Linked DNA regions of Triticum aestivum: region 1 is linked to region 2. A link is a contact called in public Hi-C data. All regions are on one chromosome and are shown on one strand. Each heading gives the region's core, a stretch centred on a gene start, on an enhancer-like site or on the middle of the called end of the contact. The rest is flanking DNA. Distances are from core to core; before and after follow the strand shown. Region 1 holds the start of LOC123079171 (ras-related protein RIC2). Region 2 holds the start of LOC123079168 (probable alpha,alpha-trehalose-phosphate synthase [UDP-forming] 7).

Region 1 (5,425 bases), core at 2,750-5,249, 980 kb after region 2:
TCGGGACCCCCTACGCGAGATCGGCCGGTTTTGACACCGACATGCACCACTTCCTCTGAAGATCTACTCATCCATTTGGCCAAAGAAGACTTATAGATCGGAAAGCATACATAGCTATAAAATTTCGCATAAGAAAGGATTCAAGAAATACAAAATAGTTCAATGAATAATCTGATCATAAACCCAAAATTCATCGGATCCCAACAAACACACCAGAAAAGATTACATCGGATTGATCTTAGAGAAGATCATTGTATTGAAGATCAAACGAGAGAGAGAACCATCTAGCTACTACTATGGACCCGTAGGTCCTGAAGGAACTACTCACACATCATCATGGAGGCAGCAAGGTTGTCGAAGATAGCCTCCCCAATGACCCCCCTCCCGCGGAGTACCAGGAAAGGGCTCCAGATGGGATCGCGGAAGAACAGAGGCTTGCGGCAGCGGAAGAATTGTTTCGGATCTCGCTCTGAGGGTTTCAATATATATGTGAATTTATGGGCCAAGAATTAGGTCAATCAGAGCTATGTGGGGCCCACAAGTCAAGGGGGCATGCCTACCCCCTAGGTGTGCCGACCTGGTTTGTGGAGCCCACGCTGGTCTTCTCGTCCTCTTATGTTCCAGAAAAAAAACACCGTAAAGTTTCATCGTGTTTGGACTTCTGTAGGTATGGTTTCTCTGCGAAACAAAAAACATGCAGAAAACAAGAACTGGCACTGGGTACTAAATGAATAGGTTAGTCCATACAAATAATATAAAATGGCATATAAAGCATACAACAGTGATAATATAATAGCATGAAACAATAAAAAATTATAGATACATTGGAGACGTATCAAGGCTGAGCACTAGAAGACCACATCACATTTAGCTAACATACCACTTGTTTCACTTGATCTAACATGGCAATCACAACTTACAACGTTGTCTTTCATTCTTAGGATCACCCCAAGGACGGTGAGTACCTCAACAGGCCCATCCAAAACTACTATCAGATGCAGACCATCTTCTCCTGTGCTCTGGCTATTAGCAAGGATGCCATGGTCTCCAGTGAGCCTCTTGATGCACCTTCCTCTTACTATCCCGAGATCCAGGAGCCAAATACCATCATTCTTGATGGCCCTAACAAGGTTGGTGATCATGTTCTTGGTCCCGTGAGGAAGAGGAAGAGGCCCACCTTCGTGAAGGAGGGGCTGAGCGCCTTGACCATCATGACGAAGGCCATCAAGGAGGTGGCATCCGGCATCACGGACAATAGGCATCTCGATGTGCATCCTGACCTCTACAACGCTACCATGAACACCAGGGGTTCAATGAGGAGGCTTTGATGGTCACTCTTAGCCACCTCCTGAACAACATGACACAAGGTCCTGGGTTTATTGGGATGGAAGTGGAGCACATGACACTATGTGTGGTGCAAGGGTTTCTGGTGGTGGTGGCATGCTGCATGCATGATGAGATGTATATTTTGTGGTAGCTAGGGTTTGAAAGTTGTTGAAGGCCTGTATATTTTGTTGTTGTGGTATATACTAACATCTCAGGTGAATTTGCGGTGGTATGATTACACCCTCTTTTGATGTGTGGTAGGATAACACCATAGTAGGTAGGATGAACCTGTGGTGCTTTTGGGTATATGAATCATGCATGCTTATGTTGCTTATGGTCCATATGTTCTTGTCAACTTGTCTTGCTTGTTGAAATTTTGTTCTTTTGTCTTGCTAGATTTAAGTGGTATGTGGTGTACTCAGGGAGGTTCCACAGTTCATGGCAAGCATGTCATGAACAAGTGCACGATTACAAGCGCAACTGCTATAGAGAGTTTTTCTAGGAGGCAGAGGATGAATACTCTAAGTTGTGCACCTAGAAAGAAGAGCAATCATGAAGTTGTGGTTAGGGTATATGTCGAATTGGGTTAAGCAGACTGGAGAACTCTAAACTCCGTCCAATTCGTCGTGGTTGTGGTTTTGCTGTTATCCTATCCCTCTTTATGATGGTATGTAGCATGCAATGACATAATTCATTACGGTGGTAGATGGTAAGCTCACCACATAGAGTGCAACGTAACCACGTCACCGAATGTGTGTAATCAAACACCACGTACTGCATCAGGCCCGTCGAAATCCTAAAACATAGGCAACCAAATGTTATTTTTTTTGTTTTTGTTGCCCTAATGCAACCTAGAGCTTTGTGGGCAACCAAACGGGTTGCAGAACACGACCCATGTGATGTATCCCTTCAACCAGGCTTCACGAGGGCACTCGTATAAGGGGGCCAAAATTCATGCGAGCAACCAAATACGCCCATACCAACAAAGTCAATTTGCAAAAAATGCCTGGTTGATTTGCTCCTCTGGAGGAGGAGTACCATACATTTCGATTTACAAATTGACTTTTGGGAGAGTCCAACTCACATATGAGGTTTGGACACTAGACTATATAACCCTTGAATTTAAGATATAGAAAGGTAGTCTGGAGAGCAGTATTGCAATATGCTGAGTTTTTTTTGGTCAAGGTCCTGACCTCTGCATGCTCGAATGATGACTCAACAAATTTAAACTTTGTTACCAGAGGGGCTAATATGAGAAGTTGCTACATGATAAATATTTTTTTGAAAAAAGATTCAGATCTATCATAAAAGTTCATTAGAAATACAATGCACCTCAAGCATAATAAAAAATTACATTGAAGTCTTTTGACCACCAGACGACCACTATCGCTGTCAAAATAAGCCGTCGACGCTCCCCTGCCAGAGTCGGCTTGACCTTGTCGATGACAGTCGGGAAGTCTTCATGCACGTGCTCATAAGGGCCAGCACCTTGAAGCCGCAGTTGTCGTCGTTGAACCCTTGAATAGATCTGCAGCAACTGACACCAAATCTAGCCGTCGCGAACGCATGACGAGAAACCCTAAGTCACCACCCCAAGGAGAGAACATGAATTTACGCCGAAGCTCCGTTGACCACATACAAATGGACGAATTTGAGGAGGTTCGGAGTGCGGAACACAAATTCAAAGAAAAAACACCGCCATCCACCGAGCGCCGCACCAGCGAGGACTATAAAGCCACTACCCTAAACTACTAGCCAGAGTGAAGGCATTGAAATTCCCTTCCCCACCACCGACCGCAGAGCGACATGCAGAGGGAAGACGAACCCACGGGCTCATCGGCAAAGTCTGGAGGGGAGATTTTGCCTAGCCACCGAGAAAAGGAGGGGAAAACGCTCGGAGAAAAAGTCGTCAGTTTGGATGAAGCATCTTAGAATGAAGTATTTTTCTACACTTCTCGCAAAAAAGAGTATTTTTCTACACGTTCATGGGAAAAACTCTATATATTACTCGCACAAGAAACTCTATATATTGTTCAAAAACTTTATTGGTCGACCGTACAAAGTAAAAAAAAAACGTCGCGTATTCGGGGGACGGAGGTCGTTTCCGTGGAACCCGAGATCCCGTGGATGCGGTGTGATATTGATTCGGCTCGCGGGGTCCGATGTGTGTTCATGTGCAGGATCTCGGATGCGCCGCTGGCATTCCCTGTAGCCGCATTCACCAATGCACGGGGAAGCAGACGGCGGGGGCCGTGGTCCTCGATAGAAAAACGACCGACGGGGAGTCGGGGACGGGGTCGACATAGCGCACGCCGTTTGAGCCGACGGCGTCAGGGAGGATCCACCGCGCCGACCGGATCACGAGCCGAGCCCGCGCGCCGCGGACTCCCCCGCCTCGCACGGCGCGGGACACGGTCGCTCGCTCGCACCCACCGACGAGGAGGAGGCGTCGCCGCTTTTCTTCTCTTTCTCGCGTGCGCTGGAGCGGAGTCTACGAAAGGCAAAGCACTTTTCCCGCTGCCCCCCTTGTAGATTCAAGTATCACTGGGAGAAGAAGGGAACGATAAAAAGGCTCTGTGTTTATTGTCATAGTCGCAAAATCATAAAATCGCAGGGGGTTTCATGCACAAGAACAGCGCACCAAATAAACATTTCAGATTTATTACGACTGCATAGCATAGCAGCAGCCAGTTCACACTGTGTCGCTGTCGCCCATTACTGCTCCGTCGTCGTTCACAGCGACGCCAACGCTGCACCCAGACCCCGCGAGATCCAGAGCCCAGCACTAGCAGGTCGGGGAGGAAGAAGGTCCAGGACCCGCGAGGCAGGGAGGCGATGGCGGGCAGCGGAGGCGGCGCGTACCGGGCGGAGGACGACTACGACTACCTCTTCAAGGCGGTGATCATCGGCGACTCCGGCGTCGGCAAGTCCAACCTGCTCTCGCGCTTCACCAAGAACGAGTTCTGCCTCGAATCCAAGTCCACCATCGGGGTCGAGTTCGCCACCCGCAGCCTCCAGGTCGACGGCAAGGTCGTCAAGGCCCAGATTTGGGACACAGCCGGTCAGGAGAGGTGACTGCCTGCTTGCCTCCCGTCTCTTAATTACTACTCCTACCTCTTGCCGCTTCCCGTTAATAACTGCTCAAATCGGTAGTAGTAGTAGTAGTATGCTCGCCAGTATGGATTTGCTTTGCTTGCTTCATGATCTGCTTCTTAGGAACCAGGATGCTACCTTCCCTTGGCCATTCATTTGCTCTATCAAATTAGTTTGGTGATGCTGGTAATCGGGTGATTGCTGCATTTTTGCTGCCAGTGTAGACGATCTTGGTAGAGTGTGCACGGATGTGGGTTGGGGTGGAGTAGTAAATCAGCGGCGAGTAGCAAATGAGGTATCACTGCTTGGTATCCCAGTTCACGTCTGGGTTTCACTTGGTTGCTCCTGCAGGGTAGATTGGACGCCCAGTTGTGATTTAGCGCTTGGGAATTCCGTGTCTTACATCTATAAGTTTAGTGGTTTGGGGATGAAGCAGTTGAAATCATTGTTTGTGAACTAGTGGTTGTAGTTTCATCTTTCATTGGCGTGCATACATAAATCAGTGGAGAGATGCATCGTGATATTGTTGGATTGTGCACCAGCACACTTGGTGTGACCATGCGAGGGGTGTGATTGGAGAAGGTAAGGTGTGTCACAAGTATTGGAAGATCTGTTGGTGTGGCCTTGGGGATGAAATGACCACTGCAGAGGGTTCATCTTGCTAGATCTCACGGTAGAACTTAGTCATTGAATCACTGTGCTTCTGCATCATGTGGTGGCATAATTACACTTGTACAACATAAGTTGGTTCCCAACTTAGAGCATCTCCAATAGATGATGTAAAATACATCACCAATAAGTGGTTGGAGTAAAATTACATCACCAAAAAGTGGTTTTTTACATCACCAAAAATGTGCAACTCCAACGATGATGTAAAATAGGGCAGCCGCGCGGCAGCCGCTCCAATAGATGATGTAAAAATAGGCCAGCAGCACAACAATTTCAAGATCATCGCACACATAATCAACAATATGCCAAATTCAACATCAACTTCAGATAAGTTTTT
Region 2 (4,802 bases), core at 2,237-4,736:
GCTGCTTTCAGAAAGCTCTTCTACAACCACAAGATAAGTTAAACAGGTCGTCAGCACTTATAAGGTCTTTCCCAACCAAGAGAAAAGCTAAACACAACTAGCAAATGCCTACTATATTTTCCAATGAGCAGAACCACACCTAACATAACTGCATACAGATTACAAAACAAACAGGTTATCTACTGTGGCAAAACAAAAGCTACTGGCTAAAGTTAGTAAGGACAAATATGGAAACGACTGATAAAGTTTATTTATACACAAAAAAGTGACATGCGTTTTCTATGGTAGATACTCTCTAGGTGAACTTGTCAGCTAAATGGCAAAAATAAATAAATGAAGAAAGGTATTTGAGAAATTAAGGAGATGCACAAACCTGAGGTTTGACTTCAACAATAAACTGGCCACTCTTGACAGAGACTGGTTCATTTGCCAGTACACTCTCCAGGTGATCAAGCATCTCTTTGGCCTGTGAGGATCCAAAGCCTGGGTCAGCATCCTGATGGTGCCACACCAAAGCACTTTCCTTGGTCTCAATGTAGGATCCATCAGTTGATTCTGTATACAAATTCATCACTGGTTCAGCCATTTCCATCCATCCGAAGTCCGAAGCCTGGGCGCACGTTTGCCACTCTTCATCTCTACTCCACCTACACATGTTTAGACAGAACTAATTTAATTGTTTGCTCCTTTTTGAGAAAATCTGATAGTAGCCAGCCAAGCAAAGTTAGCAGAGGTATTATTGTCTACCTTAAGTAACGAAGCAAATAATTATGACCGATTCCAAGAAAACACTAAAGTTTTCATATTTATATGAGCTCTTCAGGTGACTTAGCAAGGAAAATACCAAGACATAGTTGTGCTGAATAACGAGTGAACAAATACTAGAGATACATATGAAATCATGGGGGGTGAAAACACGGCAACTGCCTCGACTCTGCTTGAACTGGTTTAAAGATAACTCCGTATCATGTACTATCAATACTGAATTACAAACATGACAAGACCAAACATGAAAGGAACCATCACCCTATTCACACTCTCCATTCCATCCTTATGGGGTTATTTTTCTGAACTTTTTCCTACAGTCTATAACATTCCAGTTTCAGAAACCAAAACGATTCTGATAATTATAGCAGGTAACACCAAGAACAAGCCATGAAATAAATGTAGTTAACTGTTTGGTAATATCTGATTATTAATTAACAGATTAGCACAATCTGTATTGCTGTTACTGATTATATCAAGATCATAAGGTAAATAAGATTATAAAGTTCCTGCTACCAACATTATCAAGAAACGTGTCAAGATGAAAGACGGTACCTTAAGAAGTAGCCATGTTCAGCTGCAATACCCAGCTTCGGACACGAGGAAAACCATTCGCCCAATTTATCCCTGCCTCTCCCGCTGACAATAAAAACTATGTTCCTTTCATCTGAGCAGAGGGTATTGATAATCCTCAGAACTTCTGCACTAGGTGTCTTGTTGATGGAAGTCTGAGGCACCAATGTTCCATCATAATCAAGAAATATAGCTCTGCTCTCTGACCTCTCGTAAGCCATAACAATAGAATCCATGTTAAGCTTTGTGAAATGAGGGTCTAAGGCCACCACCCTGAAACCAAATCCCAATCCAATGCCCCAGCATGTCCTTCTAAAATGGTCCTTGCAAGCCCTCTCCAAGTCCTGGATGAAGCTCTTCGACCAATAAGCAACATCATGAGTGCTGACATAACGGTAGTGCTTCTCGTGCCTCAGCTGCTTCTCCTGATCAGACATTGAAATGGCCTCATTCATCGCCTCTGCAGTTGCCTCTACATTCCATGGGTTAACCCGAATAGCACCACTCAAAGACGGTGAGCACCCAATGAACTCTGACACCACGAGCATGCTCTTCTTCGGCCCAGTCACCTCCGATGAGGACTCCGACCTAGGTGTCCCCTGCCTACAGACGATGTATTCATATGGTGTCAAGTTCATCCCATCCCTTACTGCGGTCACTACCACACATTCCGCGATCGTATAGTAGGCACTCTTCTCCACACTAGACACATCCCTATCAATAAAAACAACAGGGCTGTACCCGGACCGGCCAAACTCTCCATTGATCCTATTGTAGCTCTCACGAATCTCAGCTTCGATGGCTTCCAGATCTTTACCCTTCCCACGGACTGGCTTTGCAATCTGCACCAACACTGCTCGTCCCTGCCACTTGGGGTGCGTCCTCAGCATATTCTCAAAGGCAAGAAGCTTCAGATTGATCCCTTTAAAGATGTCCATATCATCCACACCGAGCAACACAGTCTTCCCCTCAAACTGCTGCTGCAGCTCGGAAACTCTCCACTGCCTGTCCGGCAAGCACAGAACCGCCTGCAACTGATCCATATGAATTCCCACTGGCATGATTTTGATCCCAACAGTGCGGCCAAAGTACTCCAATCCAATGTACCCACGCTTGGACTGGTATTCGATTCCCAGCATCCTACTGCAGCATGAGAGGAAATGCCTGGCGTAATCGAAAGTGTGGAAGCCAATGAGATCACAATTGAGCAGCGCCTTTAGGATCTCCTCGCGGACAGGCAGGGTGCGGTAGATCTCCGACGAGGGGAATGGGCTGTGGAGGAAGAAGCCGATGCGGAGGCGGTTGAAGCGGCGGCGGAGGAAGGTGGGAAGCGCCATGAGGTGGTAGTCGTGGACCCACACATAGTCGTCCTCCGGGTTGATGACCTCCACGACCTTCTCGAAGAAGAACTTGTTGGCGAGCACGTATGCCTCCCACGAGCCGCGGTCGAAGCGGCCGTTGCCAGCCGGGGGAGCCGACGATGAGGAGGAGGAGGAGGAGGTTGCTGTGGACGCGGAGGAGGCGAAGGGGAGCATGTAGTGGAAGAGAGGCCAGAGCTGGCGCTTGCAGAAGCTGTGGTAGAAGCGGTCGTGGAGGGACTCGGGGAGGAACACCGCGACGCAGCGGAAGCGGTCGTACAGCGCCTGCGAGACCTCGTCCTGCTCGGCGAGGGGGATGTCGGCGCGCACGCCGCCGACGAAGAGCACCTCCATCTCGTCGGGAATGCCGTCGCGGAGCTGGAGGAGCAGCGAGTCGTCGTCCCAGGAGAAGGACCAGCCGCGGCCGTCGGGGCGGCGGCGCGCGAGGATTGGGAGCTGGTTGGAGACGACGAGCAGGCGCTCGCCCGACACCGAGGAGGGCACGTCGGAGGCGACGCTGTTGGTGGCGGCCGGCTCCGACTCGTCCTCCCCGTCGAGCTCCGACAGCGTCCCCGGCACCGTCATGACCCGCGACATCCGCTTCATCCCGAACGAGCCCGACCTCCGCCGCGCCCCGCCGCCGGCCGGGCCGAGCGCGGCGAAGTTGCCCTCGGCGAGATCGAGCAGGTTGGTATACGACCGCGACATCATGGCTGAAGCAGGCGCCCGGAGAATCTGGCCCCTTCGGATTCGCGGAACGGCCGACGTCTCCAGCAGAAACCGCGAGATCGCACCCTCTCTGATCTTATCCGATCTGATCTGAGAGAGACGGCGAGCGAGGGGAGGGGGGTGGGAGAAGTGGCGTGGTGGGTTTTCGAGTTTGGAAATGAAACCGGAGGCGAGAGGTTGGGGACGGGGGAGGAGGACGCGCCCCGTATATTCCACGGGGTGGGGTGGGGGTTAGGCTGAGGCCCGGCGCGCGACTCCCTCGTGGACTGCCGCCCACTGACAGCAACGGGCTGCCTCCGGGTCGGTGGGTGCGATCCCCGTGGACCGCGCCTATCTAGGGTGCGCACAACGGGGGGCGAAGGGGATAAGGTTTGCGCTCGCACTCTCCAATGCCAGCTGGCGTCACGCGCCCCACCATCCCTCCCCGTGTGGGGCGCACTCACTTATTAACGGTTACGATGCGGGCTGCTACAGGTGCGGCTGGACGACGGACGGACCGGATCCAACCGGTCGTGGGCCTGCTTGCTCACATAATTGCTGGCCATTTTAACTGCTCCGGTGGCTCATTTCGTCCTCTCTTTTTCCGGTGGGCGAGAAAAACGTGTCCGGTGCGGGCGCGGCCACGACGCCGTGGCCCGGGTGACGCAGGGCGTGACGCGCGCGCCGGGGAACTGCCTGCGCACCGCTCCTGTATGCTCGTTTGTAATAGTATTGTTTTGTTCCTTCTGCTGCATTTAGGGCATTTACAACGCACAAGCGCTTAACCAGGCGCTTAGGAAAGGAAAATAAATATTTTTTGGCTTAGTGTCCACGCTGGTGTCCGAGCTTCCAACGCTGGAATTAATGTACGGGCGCTACACAAAGTAGAAAAAGAACAAGAAACACCCCTAGCACCCAGTGACATCTTTTGCGCCGACGCTAGCTGATTTACTGGGATTGAATGGGATTCTGTTGAAACTACCGGGAATTAGATCCTAGCGCCCGTGCTTAGCACCCCCATTGTAGATGCCCTTAAGATCTTTTTGGAGTCCCGGCTAACAAATCTGTGGTTTTTGGTTCAAAGGTAAAGCCTGTGGTTCAGAATCCATCATGTTGAGCGTCGCTCGCATCGCATCCTCGGGCCGCAACTACGATGCCGTGGCAGGCTCATCAGATTGGAAGTTGTGTGTTGTCTTTTACTATGTCTCAAGTCTCAACAGACAACAGGTTATCTAGTTTTTGTGATGAGGTGGGTAGGGCCTCCTGAAAGCAGCTTTGCAACCCTCGACCGGAAAAATAAGATCTCGCCTCGCCGTGGCCATTCAGCAGTCGTGATTCTGAGAAGGACAATTATATGAGTTAAGTAATACTCGTACTAGTACTACAGGTTAAGCTTAA

What was found. Hi-C and Micro-C count contacts between places; a contact is called where the count stands out from the background.
Region 1: a Hi-C map of leaf shows a contact between it and region 2, with 4 times the contacts expected there. The contact joins the promoter of LOC123079171 here to the promoter of LOC123079168 in region 2. A contact is called at or near these places in 2 of 5 Hi-C or Micro-C datasets (both in leaf).

Annotation. Positions count from the first base shown.
Region 1 is chr3D:400,594,986-400,600,410 of IWGSC CS RefSeq v2.1, forward strand. It overlaps LOC123079171 (ras-related protein RIC2), which reads left to right and starts at 4,000. Exons shown (of 2, transcript XM_044501859.1): 1 at 4,000-4,397. The coding sequence starts at 4,162.
Region 2 is chr3D:399,614,668-399,619,469 of IWGSC CS RefSeq v2.1, forward strand. It overlaps LOC123079168 (probable alpha,alpha-trehalose-phosphate synthase [UDP-forming] 7), which reads right to left and starts at 3,487. Exons shown (of 3, transcript XM_044501857.1): 1 at 1,321-3,487; 2 at 374-647. The coding sequence starts at 3,407.